Linked DNA regions of Sus scrofa: all the other regions are linked to region 2. The links are chromatin contacts, called in public Hi-C and HiChIP or PLAC-seq maps. All regions are on one chromosome and are shown on one strand. Each heading gives the region's core, a stretch centred on a gene start, on an enhancer-like site or on the middle of the called end of the contact. The rest is flanking DNA. Distances are from core to core; before and after follow the strand shown.

Region 1 (4,074 bases), core at 837-3,336, 80 kb after region 2:
AGCAACTCCTCCTAAAAGAACACAGGCTTCCTCATGGTGCAAACACCTCTGGAAACTCCTTTTGTTAAATTAAAAACTAGATGGCTCTTAAACAGCTTTTCTTTTCCACAGGACTAAACTACAACGGAGCAGATGAATAACAGCTTGAAAATGAGCTCATGTCCAACTACAGCACACCTCTAAAGCCTGGCATTCTGATGGTGCCTTGGTAACAGTTAACAGAAGAACAGTTAGTTCCTTTGGATAAAAGTATATACTCTGAAGGACACGCTCATCGGCCCTTGAACGGCTGAAGATGACATTACAGACTTTGCCGTTATAATTGCCAGGGATCTGGGCGGCACACTTCTCTTCGGCTCAATAAAAAGGCTTAAGGTTTTTTTTTTTTTTTTTTTTTTTTTAAGTTTCTTTCTAAAAATAGCCCAAGAACTCAGTTCTCTTTTTCCTTCTTACATTCTTGTCCTACTAACTGTGCCACTGAAACATTTCCTTTCATTGTTGGCACCTTGGGTCGTTGGGATTTAAAAATCAGACAATACATAACAACAAAGAAGTCTTTAAATGCAGCTTTCCAAATGGAAAATGGCATCTAAGGGCATGCCTTCCTCTAGGCCCACAGATACTGGAGCCCTGAGGTCTGGGGAACAGCAAAGACACCACCCATTAGAGTCGGTGCCTTAAAATCCACATTCCCAGAGGGGAGATAATTTACCCGTTAATGGATTAAGAAATTCCTGTCGGTTCCCTGTCATAAGCAAGCTGTTTGGCATGAAGTCAGAGTCCTTGGAATTAAAACACTTCAAACTTTAGCAAAGGTGATTAAGACTCAACTCAAAATATTTATTCTAGGTTAAAATCTTTAGGTTTCTTCAGTCCAAATTTAAATTGGCAGCAACGTGTTAAATCAAGAGCAGAGTCAGGATTAGGGAATTCCATGACCTTTGATTAATTGCGATTACTAAATCCATCTTCCAGAGGATGCGTTCAATTACTAGCCAAAGGCATCCTCCTAAATTTACCTTTATTTTTTTAAGAGCTTCTCTTTAGGAGTAGGAGGGTCTGTTTTTAAGGACAACAATCCTCCTTAAAAAGAAAAAACTCGCCATCTGCATATTTTACAAAATCACATTTGACACTCTCATTATTTCTGCACATAAACTTGTAGCTCACGGTAAGTACAATTCCACAGGAATTTTTAACATGTTTTTTCCTCTAAGAGTTAGGTTACCATTGAAAATAAAGCTCATTAACACACCACTCTATTAACCAAAGATTTTAACTGGTAAAATATATAATAATCCACAGGTTGCTTTTGCAAAGATAAAAATAGTAAGAATCAAATACTTTCTCCTAGGCAAACTGAGTAAGGCAGGTTTCTTGCAGCAGAATACGTTTCAGGAAAAAAACCTTTCGGCTCCATTCTTAGAACACCCTCAAGTACCCATCCCAGAGTTTCCAGTTTCCCCGAGAGAGAGAAAAAAAAATTACTGTGATAGCAACATTAGGAAGATTCAAGGAGAAAAGACCAAAGAACAAAGATTTCTAAAAAATCTCAGACATTCACTCAGTACTTACAAAGTACTTTCAAAGGAAATCGGAGCTGCAATTCTTCAGAAGACTGCTCCTGGGATCACGAACACAATCTCAGTCTAAAACAGGCTCCTCTCACATCGGGCGAGAAGTCACATTTCAGCTTACTAACTTCTACTTGGGTAAACAGTTTTACAACTCATAGAACAAACCCCAGCTAAAATTAACTGCACCGGCGAGGCCGGCAGGAACTCGCTGATCTGCATCATGTGTGCGGGGGTTTATCCAACAGGACAACATCGGTGTCCTCTTAATGGGAGATCTGGCCAAGGGGCGTGCTCTGGGGAACAATACCGAGCATCACAATTATGCTAATTACTGAATTCAGTCCAAGAATACTATCTCCTTTTAAGCTGTTTTGCAAGCACCGACAGAGTAAGCTCTTTTACACAACAGGAGTTCATTTGATTTTCAAGCACTTTCAATCAGACAAAACTTTGGCAACAAGGTGGCAGTGCTGCATGTTCAGAAAAGACCAAGTAAGAGGACCTTCTGTCAGATGCTTTACCAGTACTGTGTAAAATTAAGCAGGCGTCAAAGGCAACACACACCAGTAAGTCTACCAACAAATAGCCTTAAATGAGAGCTCTTCTCTCGATACAACATGAACGAATTTTGTTTGTTTCCTGGGTCTGTCTTCTGCAGTGCCCAAGGAGCTGCTCTGAGGTACGGGTTCACTGATAAATTACAACTGAAAACAAACACCTCAAAGATTCCCGAAAGGCCTCATCCCTGACAAGAAGCACTTTGAAGTACAGGCTGGAAGGGTACACTGGCCGTCTAAGAAGTATGCTAAAGCTCAAGCTGACCGTGAAAGACCCCAAGGATACCGCTGACACTTGAAAGAATATTCGGAGTAGCACGGAACTTTCTTTGAAAAAATACAACCTGCCTTTAATAAGAAAGACTTGTGTCAAAGACACACAGCGACTGCTGAATCGCAACTCAAGATGGTTCAGGCCAGTTTGCTGTAGATCGTTAAATTGCTCTGCCATGTTTTGCTCTTACTGGACACTTTATGAAAGATATCAAGGCATGCGCCAACATCAATCAGATCGCCACACATCTCTGGGAGACGTCGGGTTCCCATTTTGTTTTCTTAAATGGGCGGACGTTCAATGACTTGTCCCGCGCTTCTCTCAGGATCGGCACTGGATTACCCCGCCCCCTCCTAACCTCCCCATGACCTATCTTCCATAGTAACTATTTGGCTATAATCCCACAAATCTTTTCAGAGCTGCATATTTTCCTCATTTTAAAATGTCATATGCCAGTTTAGATTTCGAGAGATTTATTTGACTCAACTCCCAAATCCCAGGGCTGCGCTGCAGGGCTCACACCCTGATTCTCTGGCACAGGCAGGTGACACAGACCCACAGGACTTGACCATATCCCTGTGGAGCACTGTCTGCCTGTGGCCCGTCACCCAAAGTGGCGAACAGGTTGGCTTTCACTGGCAAGAGCTGGGGGCCACAACCCTTTCCTGTTGTTCACACAGCCTGCTGGCTGCCAGTCTGGGAATCCACCCCCAGGCCCGGCCTAGGCAGCTGTGACCAGCACCCACTCACCCACGAGATGGGGGGCCGTGTGCTCACCACCACCCCAACCCAAGTCGCCGGAGGTGCCCCCACCTCCCCTCTGTCCCCAAGGGAACGAAGTGGGCACGTATCAAAGATGGCTGAGCTCTGATTCATAATCAATTCTCGGTGATCCGCAGTGAACTCACTCTGGAATTCTTTACGCCAGACTCAGGGCATCGTGAGGTTACTTTTGACACAATTATCCTCCTCATCCTATTACGGCATAGTTCAGCCGAAGAGTTTCTAAGCTAAGACGTTACTTCCTCCCTAAACCAAAAACAAACCCAAAACAAAAAGACCAAAAAAGCCAATACACCATAAATATTTCTACATCGGATTTGGCTGGGAGAGGAACAGGCCGACGATGGCGCCCACGCCCACTGTGCTGCAGGCAGGCAGCACCCACCGAGCAGTTTCCCCGTTCTCTGCATGTCAAATACGCCGAGTATGGATTCCACTGTTTCTTTCAACCCTGGCCACACCTGTTCCAAAATTCAAGAATCAAAACATTCCAAAGAAAATAGTCTATCTTCCAATGTACATTAGTCACCCAGCTGCTTCCTCTTCACCAGCGAGAAGAAGCTGCTAGTCGACTGCTCCAGGCCACCTATGACAGTAGAGACAACTCTCTGTGCATCATTTACAAGCAAGTTAACTCCGCCCAATTGGTTCTCATGAACTGTGGGTGATGGGGAGGGCGGGGCAGAGCGATGCAGGTGGAGGGGGCGACGTTTGGGGTCTCAGTCCAACAGGTCCATGAAACTAAAACAAAAGCATACAGGAGACGGGAGGTCCCATTGTGGCTCATTGTAACGAACCCAACTAGTATCCACGAGTACACAGGTTCGATCCCTGGCCTCGCTCGGTGGGTTAAGGACCCAGCATTGCCGTGAGCTGTGGTATA
Region 2 (4,552 bases), core at 1,229-3,728:
TCACTGCCATGTTCTTTATAGTAGAGACAAATTGATAGCGCTTCACATGTGCAGTAGTAGGGACGGATGGCATGTTTATCCACTAAGTGGAATATTGTTCAGCCATCAACAGTATTTTTGAAGAATCATACTCATCTAGGATTGTTTATAATGTTAAATAGAAAAAACGAAGTAAAAATACTAATTCCAATTTTATTTTTTAAAAATGTTTATGCATATATAGGAGAAAATGCTCCAAATATTAATGTTCATTGTCTTGGGAAGGTGGAATCTTAAGTTTTTTGTTTGTTTGTCTTTTTAGGGCCACACCCATGGCATATGGAGGTTCCCAGGCTGGGGTCCAATCGGAGCTATAGCTACCAGCCTACACCACAGCCACAGCAACACCAGATCTGAGACGCATCTGTGACCTACACCACAGCTCATGGCAACGCTGGATCCTTAACCCACTGAGCAAGGCCAGGGATTGAACCTGCATCCTCATGGATTTGTTACTGCTGAACCACAATTAAGTAAGTTTTGTTTTATCCTTTATTATAATTTTTTCTGGTTTTCTAAAGTGAATTTCTTATTTCTGTAATTAGAGGCAGGGTCTTCTAATTAATATTATTGTGGGAAATGCAGAGAGCCCCTGCGGCTGCAGCAAGAGTGTGTCTGGCGGTGGTGAGTGCGTCTGTGGTCCAGGTTGGCAAGGCCCAGCCATTGGCTGGGGCAGGAAACACCTTAAGAAAGTTACCCAGACAGAGAGCTTGATCAGAGTATTGGTGTGGATTGTGACAAGGAGGCTTTTATTAAATTTTGTACTGAGATTAAATTCACACACCATATTTTAGATATTAGTTACCTCTCCAAGACACCATGCGTTGCTAATCCCTCATCGTAGTCAGAGCTCCACCACTTCAGGGGCAGAGGGCAGTAGATGGCCTACAGTTTCATTTCGTTACTAAGTGTCTGTGCATGGAGGCTCATGGCCCTTTTGACCAGGCTCAGCTCCTAGAACTTTGGACAGAGGAGCCCTGAGAAAGAGCCAGAGCTGTTTCTGGGCCCCAGTGTTAGCAACGTGCACATGCACGGAGGCTGTGGATTCTGCGCAGGGAGCCCTCCCTGTAAGACCCTCTAACACCAAGGTTCCGATGGGCGCGCCATGTGTGCTCTTTGATAGCTTCCCTCTGCTTGTTCCCCTTATAAACAGCACCCCTTTGCCCTCCACTTGCATGTGAGATATTCAGGTTCTGTCCTCCACCTTGGTGGTCCTCTAAGCCTATGGTCATGTTAGTGTGGAGCTTTCATGCACAGGGCTTGCCCTCAGACTGAAGGGTAAGGTCCTTCTCCGAGTAAGGGTGGTCTGGTGATAGCCAGTTCTAACTCACTCTGCTTTGTTGTTTTTTTGGCCACGCCTACAGCATGTGGAAGTTCCCAGGCCTGGGATCTAACCAACCATAGCAGTGACAATGCCGGATCCTCAACCAGCTGAGCCACCAGGGAACTCCTCACTCACTCTGGTTTTAAATCAGTTGTGGGTTAGGACAAGGTAGCTTCTTCTAAACCACTGTGAAAGTGGAGTTACAGTTGTGGCTCAGCGGTTAACGAACCTGACTGGCATCTATGTGGATGCAGGTTCGATCGCTGGCCTCACTCAGTGGGTTAAGGATCTGGTGTTGCTGTGGGCTGTGGTGTAGGTTGTAGACACGGCTCCAATCCTGTGTTGCTGTGGCCCTGGCACAGGCTGGCAGCTACAGCTCCAATTGGAACCCTAGCCTGGGAACATGCCGTGGGTGCAGCCCTAAAAAGAAAGACAGAAAAAAATAAAAAAATAAACCACTGTGAAGGCTACTTGACACTTTGCTCAGGGCGAGAGTGGCAGCAGTGTTGGCCGCCCGGGCCTCCCCACTGCCTGGCTGGGGTGGCACAGAGGGGAAGGTGTGCCTGCGCTCTATGGAGGTGATTCCAGCAAGTCCGGCTCATTCTCAACATACCAGTCAGATGCTCTCTTTCCCTCGGGTGGAGGGAATGGAAAGCAGAAGGGCAGAGAGACCAGTCACTCAGAGACGTTAGTGCATAGTGTGTGCATTTAAGCTTAGCTGTCCCTCCCTCCCCCTGGAGAGCTGGCTGGTCCACCTCGGAGACGTGTCCACACCTCCCAGGGTTGGTGTAAGTTAGTGTATAGTTCTCATCCCTTGCCCCCCACTGCTCCCACCTTCCTGGATGGCTCACCACACCCACAGCTGATCTCCTGACCTCAGACCTTTCCTGTCTGTGGCCTGTGAATGGACACCTCTTCTCAGCTGGTCTGCGGGCACCTGCAGATACGCTGTTTCCCCACAGCACCAGTGCTCTGGCTGGGGTCTCTGCCGAGTTTCTGCCTCTTTGGGGAAGCTTCCCTTCCCCAGGGCCCTGCCCTCTGGAAACACCCTCATGGTGGCAGCAGCCACCCTGGACGGCAGTCTTTTTGTCTTCCTGCCTCCTGTGGCCAGACCAGCACATGGCATGTGATGGGTGCACAGTGGACATTTACTGATGAATGGATGGAGCCAGCCTGCAAGCAGGCCTATTTGGGATTTTTGTGAATGGATTGAAGTTGTCCTTCGGCAGGCACTCCTAGTTCCCTGTGGCCATCACGGCAGCACAGATAACTCCTGACATTTCTAGTGATTCTCTGAATTATGTTTACCCTTAACATTCTGGGAGGTGACTTCACTGCTGCAGTTTAAAAAGGATCTGCAAATAGGGTCACAGCTGCAATTACATTTGCCTCCACTGGGTGCTGCTGTTGCTGCTGCCAGTGGAAGATGATGGCCCAGCTGTGGGGTTGGTGCCTTCTGCCCTTGAGTCAGTCTATCTCCTTCCCTTTGAGCTCCTCCCTCCCTTCCCCAGCACCTCCCAACTCATAGCTTGGAATCTACATTCCAGGTTGGATTTAACCTCTAAGTGTCAAAGCCAGAAATCCCATCACTCTGGCTCTGGTCAAGTTCCTGTTCTAGCCAACAGCTGATCACCTTTGTTGAGCCCGAAACACTGGCTTAAAGTCAGATTTAATTCCTTATGTTTCCTAAACAAAAGCAGGCAGATTAAACCTCACCTCCTTCCTGGGCTTCCTTTCCAAGGTCTTAGTCACCTCTCACGTTCCTTCTCTGGCCCAGGACACAGTCCCTTTTCTAGACACCACAGTTGTGGACATGGTCTGACCAGTGCCGACCGGGACGAAGCTGAGACACTGTCAAAATCCTGGGGCTGCTCCAGTCCTGTTACCATTTGGCTGCTAAACTTGTTCTCATGCTGTGCTTGAGTTGCCCCAGTACCTGGCCAGCTCCAGGTTTCAAAGAGCAGCGTTTCAAAATGGATGGTGGTGAGATGACGGAGTATAGGTGATTTTTTTCCCTTTTCCTGAAATATGTTTCAGGGTCTTTTCAATAATAAAGGATCATGTGCTGCAAAGGTATTTATTAAGAAGGTGACAGTTAATCCAAGAACAGGGCTACATTTCCCCACATTCTACAGGTCTCACCAGGCATGCAGAGAACCTAGTCTCCAGTTTCCTCAGTCTCCAGCTCTTTCACCTTGTTCATCTAACTGGCTTATTTTGTTCCTTTCCTTCATTATCTGACTTAATTCTGTGCTCAGCACAGTTCTCCTGAGGGGACTTCTCCTTAAAAAGTGAGGTAGTGGGTAATGACCAGTCCAAGAAGGAAGGTGAACAGACTTGCTCATGGAGTCCTGTCCTGGGCCAGGCCCCTTGCACCACGCTGCCTCCCAGCGAGGAGTCCTAGCCCTGGTGCCATCATCTAGGAGCACTTGGGGGCAGTGGGCAAGGATGGCCTCCCTCGGGTAAGCAGAATGGACACAGCTTTGTCTAAGGCTCAGTGAACACCGTGTCGTCTCCAAAGGCTCCTTCTCCTACCCCGTGTGCTTAAACCACCTCATTGATCTTATGTTTCATTTTCTGAGGGACTGAACTGCTTTCAGTTTATATTGTGCAGCTCATTCTGAGGCGACCAGGAGGACTGATTTTGAAAATGAATAAATGTGCTTACATATTTGCTCAGAGGGTCAGTCCTTTTGGGAAGGCAGAGTGAAGTTTAAGAACCCTGAGCCGAGAGCATGAGCTCTTTGCAGCCTGTGTGGTGTGCAGATGGTCCCCAGGCCCTCTTCCCTGTCTCTTGCACAGCAGAGTGATGCCTGGTTCCCAGGAGGGTCCCTTGTCCGAGGAGTGTTTGCATTTTTAGAGGAAGAAGCTGATTAACTCAAAGGACTGTCTACCAGTGTCCTCTTCCCTCTGAGGGGCCCCGCCTCTGCCCTCGTGGGGAGGGGAAGGGAGGTCATCCCATCAGATAACTGAGGTGGGGAGGGGGCAGCTGTCATGGCTGTCTGCACATTGCATAATCATTGACTAATCTCATAGTGTTGCGATTGGAAAAGATGCTTGACTGTGATTTCAGTTTTCCTAAACTTATCATGGATTGACTTGGGCCTCTGTGGTCTACCCTGGAGATTGTTACATGTGTACTTGAAAATGTTATTAAGCTACTTTGGGATACAATGTCGTATATATATG
Region 3 (4,528 bases), core at 9-2,508, 120 kb after region 2:
TGTTAAGAAGTAATAGCCAATTCACTGTTTTTTATTTCCTTGGTTTGGTACTAGAAAATTACTCTTCCTGCTTGACTGTCATTTGTTAACTCTTATTAAGAATGTCACTTAGAAACTAAATATGGAAAGAGGGGGCCTTTCAGAAGGGGACATTAAGGCTTTCCCAACATTTACCTTTATCCAGTGTCCTAAGCCTGGCCTGTTCATTGCGTGACAATGATACGTAATGGCAACTTGGATAAAGAGACATGACACAGGGCTTTGGAAACTACTGAATACCCTAATGAAGGGACTGACTGCCCTTCCATGTAATTGTAAAGCCCTCTTCCAACTTGAAAAACACATTCATTTACTCTCTGAGTCATTATATACTGCCAACACCCTTATTTTACAAAAAAAAAAAAAAAAACTGAAAAAAAACAGAAACAGAAGTAATTAATGTACATATTCCACACTTGGACACATTCAAATCAACTCGTGTACTCAAATATTTCTGAACAACCTATGTTTATGCAAAAAGTTATCTGGAAGATTAAATGAAAGAAAGTATGGCACAGGCCTGGCAAACACTCGGTAGGTACTCAACATTACCCAATTATTATTGATTCTAATTTTCCAACTTTGGAGTTGTACTAAATAGTTACAAAACTACATATATGATTATATATACATACTATATATAAGCTAATATGTTACTACTAAAAATAAAGCTTTTGTTATATACCAAGGAATGCTCTTCCTCTACAGAAGAGTTGAGTTTAATTTTAACAGAATGATCCACAAAGAAGCAGAGAAAACTTGCTAAGGGTAGAGTGTTAAATCTTAGCTCTAATCTCTGCTTGTCAATTAAGGATACAACCTCTACAAGGTCTAGTATGAATTATAATCAGCAGTCAGCTGATCCTAGAGAACACGCTCAAAATGAATAGTTAAGACCTCGAGCACGTGAACAAGTGGCCATTTATTTGCAAGGCTACGCCAACCGCTGAAATCGGATTACTTCAATGCTGATGCTGAAATCCTACATAAATTCTTTACCTGTCTCGAGCTAGAATTTTTCAACTCTTTACACACACACAAATCTTAAATACCCCAAAGTCACTTTAACAATAATACTACAGCATCCTGGGCACATCCAGTTTTTAAAACACTTCAATACTCTCAGCACGCATCATTTATTATGACAAGAAAAGTGCAGCAAAAGTGTGGAGAGCACGTGCTTTCCTAAGTAAATACTAAAAGTAACCCTCTGCCCTCATTACGAAAAGAGAAAATCTTTGCGTTTCCAGCTAAATCTCGACCGTGGGCCAAGGCACACTCGTTCTCCCGCGCGGGTAGCGGCGCCCAGGAGCGCCGAGGCGGGACGGGAAGCTGCTTGCGCTCCCGGAGGACCCGGCCCCTCTCCCGGCCCGCTCGGACGCGCCGCGGCCGGACCCACGTGGACCTCCAGCCGGCGGCCAGACCCACCGCCCTGGAGCCCCGAGGTAGCAGCAGGCCGGGGTAGCTACGGGTCCGGGAGGCGGGGAGGGGCCGGGGGCGGGGCCGGCGCCGCGCCACGGGGGAGGGAAGGGAACCGGGCTCCACTCACGCGCCCGGAGGCGGCACCGGGGCCGTCGCTGCGCTTCTCCGGTTCAAACCCTGAGAGGGGGGCGGGGGGGAAAGACCTGGCTCCTTGTTCCATCCGGAAGCCAACGGGCCGGCAGGAAATGACGAAGCAGAGGTCGTCCGGGTCCGTTCGGTAACCGGCTCCGCGCGTCCGGCCGCAACTGCGGGGGAAGGAGCCCCGAGCAGAGCAGCCCAGCCTCGCGCCGCCTGCGGAGCGAGCAGCGTGAGTGGACCCGCGCCCCGCGCCTGCGGCCGCCCGGCCCCGCCCCCGTCCGGCCCCGCCCCCGCCGTGCGCCCCGCCCCGGCTTGTGGGGGAGGGGGAGACGGGGAGGGGCAGGCGCCCCCAGCCCGGTGCCCGGCCCACTGCCCGCCGGCGTCCGGGCCTCTCAGCCGCTGCGCCCCGCTTGAGCCTCTCAGGCGGGAGGGAGTAGGGAGGCTCCGAGTTCCGGAAACGCGGATGGAGAGGTGGAAGTCGCGGTCTCCCCAGCGCGAGGCCGGGGCTGGCTGGGGACCGCTGGGTTTAGCGGACGCGCTTTAGGATCGCACCGTGCAGCCTGCGGGCGCCGGCGCCCAGGCCGCTCCTGCCCTGGCCGCTTACACGGGGGTGGGGGATGGATTTCGAGGTGCCTGCTTCACCACACTTCTTTCCAGGACCTGGGGGTGTCACGGGTCTGGGTGGGGCCTGAAGCGTTCACGTTTGGGGGTTAGGTATGTGACTACACTTCCCTCCATACCCTGGCCTCGACGGCTTTGGGCAAGTTGCAAAACCACCACCACCATCCCCGGTCTTCGGCCAAATGGAACTTTAGTGCCTCCCAGCAGGCGGGTTGTGAAAATTCAGAGAATGCGGGCGCTGCCAGCACAGGCGCCCTCAAATGTTAATTTCCTTCGTCTTAGTGGAAGCCCTGTGAGCTTATACATTTCCGTTTGAGGAACTCAAACCTTTAGGGATTCAGAGGACTGCAAGAAAATCACACTTAGGAGTTGGGCTGTGTTGAAAGACACTCTTGGAGCTCTATAAGTGATTCTTATCTGAATTTGTTTCAAGATAGGAAAGCTTTGAGAGCTAATTGCTGACAAGTGATCCTCAAAATTGAACCACCTAAATAGACATGGTATCAGGAACTGCAAATCAGGAAACTGTTTTAAAACTTATGATACGGAGTTCCCGTCGTGGCGCAGTGGTTAGCGAATCCGACTAGGAACCATGAGGTTGCGGGTTCGGTCCCTGCCCTTGCTCAGTGGGTTAACGATCCGGCGTTGCCGTGAGCTGTGGTGTAGGTCGCAGACGCGGCTCGGATCCCGCGTTGCTGTGGCTCTGGTGTAGGCCGGTGGCTACAGCTCCGATTCCACCCCTAGCCTGGGAACCTCCATATGCCGCGGGAGTCGGCCCAAGAAATAGCAAAAAGACAAAAAAAAAAAAAAAAAAAAAACCTTATGAAACAGTCACTTGAGCCCAAGAAGAGTTCTTGTTCTCTACCTAAAAGTTTGTCAAATGAAATCAAGCCCTAGTTGTCATACTTGTCAACTTTATCTCTGGATACTTACGTTCAGCATCCTAGTATCTCCTTACTGAAAGAGTTCAAGGATGACTTTACAGGAAAGGTATGTCCAAAAAAGTTCAATTTTCTCCGGAAAGCCCTGAATGACAATCCTAAGCACATGGTGATCTTGCTGAAACATTAGTTAACTTGCCAGGAATGAACCAGAGTGATGCCCTTAGGCATTTTGCCTTAGACTCCAGACAAAGGCACTCATGGTCTGCAGACCACTCAGCAGGTGTGTGTATGTGTCCTTGGTTAGACGGTGGCAAGGTGGAAGGGGACCAGTCATAGGTCAGGCCACATGGGAGCCATGATCTGGATTATAACTTTGAACAAGACCATTGCTTATTCCTGACAGCCTTACAGAGTGCTGCCATTGGTCATGATGGAGGGCAGGAAAGGCCTACCCTCAGTGCAAATCTTTCACAGCTATACTACTAAAAATAACTCAAGTGAGTGTCCCGGAACTTTGGAGCAGGAGTGGCGTTGCATACCAATCAAGTTGTATAATTCACATTAAAATTTCACCATTCTTGGTCAGCAGTATTTCAGAATCCTTTTCTAAATATCAAGACTGGTGTATTTGTAGCAGGAGGAAGACAAGTTCTGTAGGAATACACACTTTATTGAGTGGCATGTGGCCAGAACTTTGTGAAAATCGAAGCAAAAAATTAACCAGGCTCAGATGCTGTCAGGGTTAGAAAATAGGTAGGAAGCATTTTCATAGTGTGTCAGATAAGAAGGCACCTGCAAAATGTGCCAGTGGCCATGCTGAGTTCAGCAGTGAGAGGACCTGGTCCTTGCCTTCCTTGGGAAAGGAATTCCGCAAAGAGACCAAGATTGTGAAGCAGGTGTAGAGTTTATTAAAAGCAGAGTATGTGTGAAAGAACACACGGGCAAGCTTGCAGAATGAGCTGCTCACAATTAAGGTGACTCAGATTGGTTTTATTGGGAGGGGGCAGGAAGAGTACTCTGGCTGGTCAGGGGTCAGGGGTTGTCTCTAGCCAACTGTCTTGTTTGGGCCCATATTTGGTCTGACTTATGCACATCTTTTAGCCAAGATGGATTCCAGCATGAAGGTTTCTGGGAGGTTGGCAGGATATATTGTGGGCTGGAGACCATCTCTCCTTAGGCCCCCTCCCTAGATTGAGGGCCTTCTTTGTGTAGGTATGGGGCTGGAAAGTCCCTCTCAACCAGAGTTGGCGGGGATGAAATTGTGGTCACTTGGTCTCTCTCTTGGCCAGGTCCTGATGCTCCTGTAGGTGTCTTGTCTTGCAGTGTCATCAAGAGACGGGCCATAGCCACTCAGCCCGGGGTGCAGCTGTCTCCTACCTCAATGCTACCTGTTTCCTTCTCCAATTTGTTCATAATTCCCAATC

Evidence for each region. A called contact is a pair of places that touch in the nucleus more often than the background predicts. HiChIP or PLAC-seq counts read pairs in DNA pulled down with a chosen protein or histone mark.
Region 1: an H3K27ac HiChIP or PLAC-seq map of skeletal muscle shows a contact between it and region 2. The contact joins two enhancer-like sites. A contact is called at or near these places in 8 of 47 Hi-C or Micro-C datasets (embryonic fibroblasts, fetal heart ventricle, fetal skeletal muscle and 2 more) and 1 of 2 datasets of contacts at active chromatin or transcription factors (skeletal muscle).
Region 3: a Hi-C map of skeletal muscle shows a contact between it and region 2, with 3 times the contacts expected there. The contact joins the promoter of SMIM19 here to the enhancer-like site in region 2. A contact is called at or near these places in 2 of 5 promoter capture datasets (fetal liver and liver), 7 of 47 Hi-C or Micro-C datasets (alveolar macrophages, embryonic fibroblasts, fetal skeletal muscle and 3 more) and 2 of 2 datasets of contacts at active chromatin or transcription factors (alveolar macrophages and skeletal muscle).

The regions. Positions count from the first base shown.
Region 1 is chr17:11,509,710-11,513,783 of Sscrofa11.1, forward strand. The region is part of intron 2 of SLC20A2 (sodium-dependent phosphate transporter 2); the gene reads right to left. Among named protein-coding and RNA genes, the nearest start is that of SLC20A2, 38 kb to the right of the region's middle. Within about 2 kb of position 2,087, at least 22 of the 83 cell types and tissues checked have an H3K27ac peak or open chromatin away from gene starts, as enhancers often do. A contact at or near this core is called in skeletal muscle, where this site is marked.
Region 2 is chr17:11,429,058-11,433,609 of Sscrofa11.1, forward strand. No RefSeq gene overlaps it. Among named protein-coding and RNA genes, the nearest start is that of VDAC3, 18 kb to the left of the region's middle. Within about 2 kb of position 2,479, at least 20 of the 83 cell types and tissues checked have an H3K27ac peak or open chromatin away from gene starts, as enhancers often do. A contact at or near this core is called in skeletal muscle, where this site is marked.
Region 3 is chr17:11,548,649-11,553,176 of Sscrofa11.1, forward strand. SMIM19 (small integral membrane protein 19) reads left to right here and starts at 1,259. Exons shown (of 4, transcript NM_001190223.1): 1 at 1,259-1,484. SLC20A2 (sodium-dependent phosphate transporter 2) reads right to left here and starts at 975. Exons shown (of 12, transcript XM_021078067.1): 1 at 1-975.